Regions from separate parts of the Mus musculus genome. Here region 2 is linked to region 1. A link is a contact called in public HiChIP or PLAC-seq data. All regions are on one chromosome and are shown on one strand. Each heading gives the region's core, a stretch centred on a gene start, on an enhancer-like site or on the middle of the called end of the contact. The rest is flanking DNA. Distances are from core to core; before and after follow the strand shown.

What was found. HiChIP or PLAC-seq counts read pairs in DNA pulled down with a chosen protein or histone mark.
Region 2: a contact with region 1 is called in an H3K27ac HiChIP or PLAC-seq map of stem cell-derived epiblast-like cells, with 3 times the contacts expected there. The contact joins the enhancer-like site here to the promoter of Fgf5 in region 1. A contact is called at or near these places in 1 of 15 datasets of contacts at CTCF or cohesin (stem cell-derived epiblast-like cells), 3 of 484 Hi-C or Micro-C datasets (cortical neurons, differentiating embryonic stem cells and nephron progenitors), 4 of 115 datasets of contacts at active chromatin or transcription factors (embryonic stem cells, epiblast stem cells and stem cell-derived epiblast-like cells) and 2 of 9 other capture datasets (adipose tissue and pancreatic islet).

Annotation. Positions count from the first base shown.
Region 1 is chr5:98,252,106-98,256,092 of GRCm38.p6, reverse strand. It overlaps Fgf5 (fibroblast growth factor 5), which reads right to left and starts at 1,909. Exons shown (of 3, transcript NM_010203.5): 1 at 1,333-1,909. The coding sequence starts at 1,681.
Region 2 is chr5:98,308,774-98,312,760 of GRCm38.p6, reverse strand. No RefSeq gene overlaps it. Among named protein-coding and RNA genes, the nearest start is that of Cfap299, 19 kb to the left of the region's middle. Within about 2 kb of position 2,055, at least 11 of the 459 cell types and tissues checked have an H3K27ac peak or open chromatin away from gene starts, as enhancers often do. A contact at or near this core is called in differentiating embryonic stem cells, epiblast stem cells and stem cell-derived epiblast-like cells, where this site is marked.

The DNA.
Region 1 (3,987 bases), core at 660-3,159:
GCCCCAGCCGACTGTCAGCCCAACAAATAAAGCCCGTGGTTCTTGGAGCTGAGTAAACAAAAGTGTTCTAGTTTCTGGGGACGCTGGTCTAGTGAAGTGCACCCGAGAGCCACCAGGAAGACAAGAGGAGCCAGGTGACTGCGCAGCACTATCTCCTGGCCCCATTTCCGCTCTCCATGGGAGTCTGAGCGGTCCCTGCTGTGGCTTTTATCTGGAGGACTGAGCCCTGCTGGAAACCCGACCTGAACCTAGTGAGAAAACTGCTTGCAGGATTACAGAGACAACTACAGTCCCATGCATGCACACAGCTCCAAACCTCCGCTCACCTCAGCAGCTTAGAGCAGCGAGGGGAGTGCGAGTGATTAACGTGGTGGTCCAGAAAAGCAGATGGAATGGAGAAAACGCGGGTGGGGGTGGAAGCGAAGAGGAAAGGAGAAAGAGAGAACTCAGAAAAATTTCAGGTTGGGTGGTTGATGTTTTTTTTTTTTAAGTTATGCTCAATTTACAACCATTTCCAACCTCATCTGTAATTCTTTTAAAATTAAGAACTTTACTCCATCTGTCCCTGGAAACCAAAGGTTAACATTGTCAGGGTCTCAGCCTACTAAATGTTGTTAAACTCAGCACCGGACTTAGTCATAATACTGTCTGTCCGGTTTTCCAGATCATGTTGCTTTCTTGCAAGCAGAACTTTGCCCTTCCAAAACGCATGTACACGTAAATTCTACGTAGACCTGTGTAGTTGGTGTGCGCGCGCGCTTATGTACGCATGTATGTATCTACATATGTATGTATTCGTGTGAAAGATACCTAAGCATTCGGAGTTACATAGAGATATTAATAAACAAACATAATATGGGATATATAGGATATTTGTAGTTGGAGAATGGAAGTACTCAGATGGGTTCTTTTCATAAACGTAAATTATGTACAGGGAATAGAGATATACTTAACGCTTAAAGAAAAATGCGGTTCTAGTTCATAAGTAGAAAGAAATTGTACCAGGAGAAAGATTGTTACTTCTTTCATTATTATTATTATTTTTTTTTCTTCTCCAGCTAGAGTGGGTGGCTAGTCTTTTCGGCCCGGGCATTCTGGAAAAGAGCTGCCTGTCTCACCTCGGTAACCTCACCTGGGCTTACCCATGCTTACTACCCAAGACAGAAGGGTGCGTCTGCTCGCTCTGAGTAGACGCATCTCCACGAAACCCTACCGGACTCTTTCCAGAACCAGCAGAGTCCCAGACGCTAGGGCTCCTAGAGGTGCCTGTGGCCCAAAGGAATCTTGACCGTCCCTCCCAGAACAGGTTTTGTTGGAGAGTGAGCAACTTACTTAACACACTGGCTTCGTGGGAGCCATTGACTTTGCCATCCGGGTAGATCTGCAGATGGAAACCGATGCCCACTCTGCAGTACAGGCTGCCGGTCCGGCGCCCCGAAGGGCTCCACTGGAAACTGCTATGTTCCGAGCCGCTTCCTTGGCTGCCCGGAGAAGCTGCGACTGGTGAGGAGGCAGAAGACGAAGAAAACGTCGCGCTACTTCTGCCCCGGCTGCCGCTGGAGTCTCCCGGGTTCCTAGGAGGCGCGGGTTGCCCTTCGGGAGTGAGACGCTTCTCCCCGTGAGCCCAAGCGCTGTGGATCAGGTGGCTGCAGAAGATGAGGAAGAGCAAGGACAGGCTCATTCTTCCGGCCGCGGGGGTCCTAAGTGCATCTTGCAGGGCTGGCTCCGGGCTCCGTAGCCCCCGCGCGGCTGCGTGCCTCTGGCGCTGCCTCCCTCGCCGCACAGGGTGGACATAGCCTCGGGGAAGGGAGAGGGAGAGGGGGAGAGAGAGAGGCCACCCGAGCGGATCTCGGCGCTGGCACCGGGATATTTATAACGCCAGTGATCTCACTGCTCCGTGCACGCCTGCGAAGCTTCCCCTCACCCGCCGCTTTGTGTACTCACGGCCGGTACGGGGAGGGAGCGCCGCGGTCCCGGGGGCGGGGGTGTGAAGGAGGAGGGAGATGCGATCCCGGGAGTGGGAGGAGGTGTCTCGCCCTCAGAAGCTGCCCCCGGGACGCTGGCTGCGACCGTGCACGGGTCATGCAACCCAGCGGTTGTCAAGAGCCACCCAGTCACCCCACCCCCTGCCCGAGCCAGCGGCTCCGGAATCGGCTCCGCGCGCGCTGCTCTCCACGCAAGGGGCACGGACGGACGGCAACGTGGGCATGGGTTCCCGTCCTCTGTGGTCACATGTGTCCCAGCCAACTCACTCTTTACCCAGCACCCGCATTCCAGGTTGCTGGCCCCTGCCATCTGGAGCCTGGGAACCACTTTCCGAAGGGAACCAAAAACTGATTGGCAGCAGAACTTGGGAAGGTTTTGGGGTGGCCCAGGGTGGGAGAGAAGACTGGTTTCTCGCTGTTATTGATTTATTAAAGAACTAAGGTGTGCGTTTATTTCTCCACTAGAGAGCCACCCTGAATTGTTATGCCAGGTCTCAGGCTGCCCTCTAAGAAACTCTGTGGATGCACGACGTGTCCAGCTTTTTCTTCAGGAAAACCCATGTCTGTGTTGGAACAGGTGAACGCCCTCGAACATACACACACACACACACACACACACACACACACACACACACCAGACACACTTGAACTCCAGGCAAGGATGAATTGAGTCTGAACACCAGGACTGCCCAGTTGTCCTCTCTGACCCCATGATCCGTTGCCTGGAGGAGTTAGCCAACAGCTCTCTTCAACTTCCATTGACTGGAGGACCGACCCTAATGAATGATTAATGACAGGCCCCTGAATCTCAACCTAGGGAAACCTGAGAAGGAAGAATTTCCCCGTACGTAATGCTGGGGCTGTTATTTATCTGAGAAATATACCTGACTTGCATTCTTGGAATATTTCTGTCTGAAAACATATTTGAAACTTTAAACTACACTATGATATATCACTCATTGGTCACTTAAAATGAAAAGTCAATGAAGCCGCCCAATGGGGTCAACTCGCATCAATCATGCGAGATGTTAAGACATGACTTTATTAATTACTGAGTATCTGCTTCAGGCTTCCTATCTTCATAGTGAAAACCTATAAAACAGATGTAGATTTGTTTTCAGAATTGCAAATCTTCCGTGGATTGGGGACAAGGCAGCTGATAGCCAGTCACCTGATCAACACAGGAAATCGCCAAAGGGAGTAAAAGGAATATCCAACACAAAAGATTGTGACCTGAGGCTCGGTGCCCCTGGTGTGCACCACAGCACAAATCTCTCACAGGACAGCACTGAACTTTGAGAACAACACCAGTTTCCTTCCAAAGGGTCCATTTGAAGAGTCACTTCCGGGGCTGGCGAGATGGCTCAGCGTTTAAGAGCACTGACTGCTCTCCTGAGTTCAAATCCCAGCAACCACCTGGTGGCTCACAACCATCCGCAATGAGATCTGATGCCCTCTTCTGGGGTGTCTGAAGACAGCTACAGTTACAGTGTACTTACATATAACAAATAAGTCTTTTTAAAAATTAGCATGCTGATCTACTGTGTGTGCCTTCTGAAGAGGAAACCCTTAGTCTTACATGGTTTAGGCCACTTTTGGTGTCTCTGGATAACATCAGTAAGACTCTCGAGTGTCACTCAATCCACTGCCTAAGACTAACTTGGGTCACCAGCTCCCATCCTATGGAGTCTATGGAAGGACAGCTGGAGTACCTTCTTCCTTAGGCATCTGATCATCCCCCTGCTGCAGGGTGGGGGAAAGCAGAGGACTCTGGGAGTTTTCTAAAATTGAAACTCAGCCTCTTGACTTTTTACTCTTTGAGCTCCATTTCAGCTGAGGCAGTATCTCTGTGTTACTCTCATCTCTAGTAAGAACCAAGTTGAAGGTCAATTCCTTATCTCAGGGTGACCTAGGAAGGCTACCTACCACCTACTCTGCCTTTAGTCTGTCTCAGTTCAGGGCCTGGCCAGATGAACTTTTTCTGGCATTCGAGAGTTCGGGT
Region 2 (3,987 bases), core at 806-3,305, 57 kb before region 1:
TGAACTGTTTTCTGGATGTTTGGCCTGCATAACTATTCAAGAGTGGAGAATTATATTAATTTTATCGACTATTCCAATGCTTTCCATTATAGGCTTATACGTGATTTGTTGACTATCTTGGTTTCTTTTCTATTGCTGTGATAAGACACCATGATAAAGACAACTTATAGAAGAAAGAATGTATTTGTGGTTTGTGGATTCACAGGGTTAGAGTCTAGGATCAGCATGGCTGGGAGCATAGTGGGAGGCTATGGTTTTGAAGGAGCAGCTGAGAGCTCTCATCAAACACAACAACAACACAGAAAAAACTAACTGGGAATGGAGTATTTTCAGACTTCAAAGGCCACACCCAAAGACACACCTTCGCCTAACCCATTCTAAATAGTTCTACCAACTGGGGACCAGGTATTCAAAAGGATGCCTTCACCTCATTTTTAAGGCAGGGCTTCTCACTGACCCCGGAGTTTACTTATCATTTAGGCTGGCTGTCCAGCCATCCCTAAGGAACCTCCTGCCTCTGCCTCCCAAATGGTCTAATTATAGACAGACACCACCACGCTGTGCTTGTTTTGCAGATTTGGGGATCAGACTCAGATCCTCCTGCTGTGCTGGCACATACTTTACAGGCGGAGCCATCTCCCTAGGCACTAGGCTAATATGATTGTTATGTATGTCTTTGGTCACTAAGTGAAAGAAGCATTTAAGACAATTACTAAGTATTTAAGTGACTTATACAACCCTAAGTCAATATTTAATAGCTACATGGTTTGGGTTTAGATTTTTAGAAAATCAAGTCTTAACTCTAGTTCTTTTATTTGTTTGTTTGTTTGTTTGTTTAGGACCCATAACCAAACTGTAACCTTTTACTTTCTTTGCTGATGGTCTTTACAGTAATTTATAAGTCCCTTCAAGTCATGGTTATAAAACTGAAGGAAACAGAAAGAAGCAAAATGCATAACACAGAGGGTCTGTTTCCTCTTTTCCCTTCATTTCCTTTATGTTGCATTGTTCTTTAGACTGCAAGGTCTGTACCCACCACAGGAAATGATGGTCAGCTTTCTGTCACACTGTCCAGGATGATAGTCCAGGACCAACCTGTTACTTTTGTATTTCCATATAAAACTGAGAATTGCTCTTTCATATCTTTGAAGAATTGCGTTGGGATTTTGATAGGGATTGCCTTGAATCTGTAGATTGGTTTTGGTAGGATGGCCATTTTTACTATGTTATTCTACCAATCCATGAGCATGGAATATCATTCCATTTTCTGAGGTCTTCTTCAATTTCCTTCTTAAGAAATTTGAAGTTTGCCGGGCAGTGGTGGTGCATGCCTTTAATTCTAGCACTTGGGAAGCAGAGGCAGGCAGATTTCTGAGTTCAAGGCCATCCTGGCCTACAAAGTGAGTTCCTGAAGAGCCAGGGCTATTCAGAGAAACTCTGCCTCGAAAAACCAAAAAGAAAAAAGAAAAGAAAAAAACAAAAAAAAAGAAACTCGAAGTTCTTGTCATACAGATCTTTCATCTGTTTGGTTAGAGTTGCTCCAAGGCATTTTATATTACTTGTGACTATTGTGAAGTGTGTTGTTTTCCTACTTCCTTTCTCAACCCATTTAGCATATGTATAAAAGGAAGGCTACCGATTTGTTTGAGTTAACTTTATATCCAACTACTTTGCTGTAGTTGTTTATCGGCTGTAGAAGTTCTCTGGTAGAATTTGGGGTGGGGAGGAGGGAGGTTCGCTTATGTATACTATCATATCATCGGCAAATAGTGATACCTTGACTTCTCCTTTGCCAATTTGTATCCCCTTGTTCTCCTTGTGTTGTCTTATTGCTCTAGCTAGAACTTCAAGTACTATATACTTTCGAAGTCTGCCTTTGTCACAGGGCTTCTCTGACACCATTTCAGCTACAACCTTTCCCGTTGCTTCTTCTTTGGATGGATGTCTTTTACCATAAGCCTGGCTGCTTTCTCTCTAAGGAAGGCACTTATCCCAACTTCCTGTGGGTGGTGCTACTGCCTGAGTCTCCCCAGCCAGAACACAGCATCCGGGCTCTTCTCCTTTGCCCCAGGCGCTCCAAAGGATCAGCTTTTCCCACAGGTGCAAGCCATACTATGGGATGGTTTGAAGGGCACCAAGCCTGCCAGCCAAAAGCTCACCTGGCAGTCTACCCGGAATTCCAGCCAAGGATCATTAGGGTTGCTCCTTAAAATAACTTTGTTGTTTTGCATCTGAACTCTCCAAGCCCCTATTCCCTCCCACCTATTCCCACTGAAATCACTGTTGTCTTACATGATTACTGAAAACTTGGGTTTCTTAAGATTTCAACAGCTTTGTGATAGCGAAGCCATACTCCTGAGCAAACCTTCTGTGTTGCTTCTAATCTGTTTATCTCCCTTTTGTTAGACTTTAACAAATAGGAAGGGAAAAAAGGGTGTACTTTTAAAAGTTGGCTTGCTCAGTAGGGGGAAAGGAAAGGACCTGGAGTGCTCTGTGGGGAAGGTGACAGACACTGTAACTGTAATCAGGAGAGAGATTCCAGCAGAGTGGGCAGGATAAAGACCACCTGGAGATGAACCTCACAAAAGCCTGAATTCCTGTCCAATCAGGGAGGCTGTCTTTTTGTTAATTACATTTCCAACAAGTTTGTATTGAAATACGACAATGACTCTTACTGTCTAGAAGGAAGAATATTTAAATTAGAAATGTATCATGAAAAATATGGTTAATTAATTCTTTATTCTACTTACACCAACACAGACCTTCTTGGAAGAAGGAAATGGCATTCTTGTTGCTTTGGATCAGGTGGAGGGAAGGAGGTTCTAGGAGCAGGATCAGAGGCCAGGTGACTCACCCTATGGAGTGATTAGAAGCAACCCGGCGAAGCCTGAGAATATGATGTGATGTTTTAGATTATTGGCATTGAACTCTAATAAGATTAAAGGATGCATAAAGGCGGGGTGGAAGGATCCAGGGTTGATTATAACTAACTTAAAACATTTGCTGTCGATTTGACCTACAAATTGATCTTATATAGCTTTGTGCCTTCAAAATTTGGGGATGGGGATCAATCACAGAAATATAGATGATATAATGAAGAGTTAATACAGACTCCCAGGACAGTTTCTCTATTGGCACAACCTAGAGAACACTCCTCTATCCTCTCATCTACAGATCAGATACCTGCCCTTCCCCTGACCTTCTGACCATCCCTCAGCCAGGTTTCATGCACCTTCAGTGGGATGAGGCTCACAGAGTCCTTGTTGACAGGGATTTCTGGGGCTCAGGAGAATGTAGACTGAGGTAGGTGTGGCCTTTGAGCCACCTACATTCTCAATGGGTATAGAGGAGGAAAGAAATAGGAACTATTTCTAGACTTCATTTCCCAACATAAAGAAGTGCATGGGCTCTGAACAAGGCTGCAGCAGTTACAAAGGTTGTTGAAGAGGACTTTATAGAATGGCTCACATATCAAATAATATTTCTGGGACGGCAGTCAAGAGCATTTGCCACGGGCTGGTGAGATGGCTCAGTGGGTAAGAGCACCCGACTGCTCTTCCGAAGGTCTGAAGTTCAAATCCCAGCAACCACATGGTGGCTCAAAACCACCCGTAATGAGATCTGACTCCCTCTTCCGGAGTGTCTGAAGACAGCTACAGTGTACTTATATATAATAAATAAATAAATAAATCTTAAAAAAAAAAAAAGAATTAAAAGAGCATTTGCCACTGACTGTTGGGCAGCCTCAGAAACCGTGTGTATCTGGCCATTGCTTTTTTTTTTTTTTTTCCTGCAAAAGGGAATAAATAGAATAATCCATAGAATCAAATAATTTTTTTCTTTTTCTTTTTTCTTTTTTTTTTGTTTTGTTTTGTTTTTTCGAGACAGGGTGTCTCTGTGTAGCCCTGGCTGTCCTGGCACTCACTTTGTAGACCAGGCTGGCCTCAAACTCAGAAATCCGTCTGCCTCTGCCTCCCAAGTGCTAGG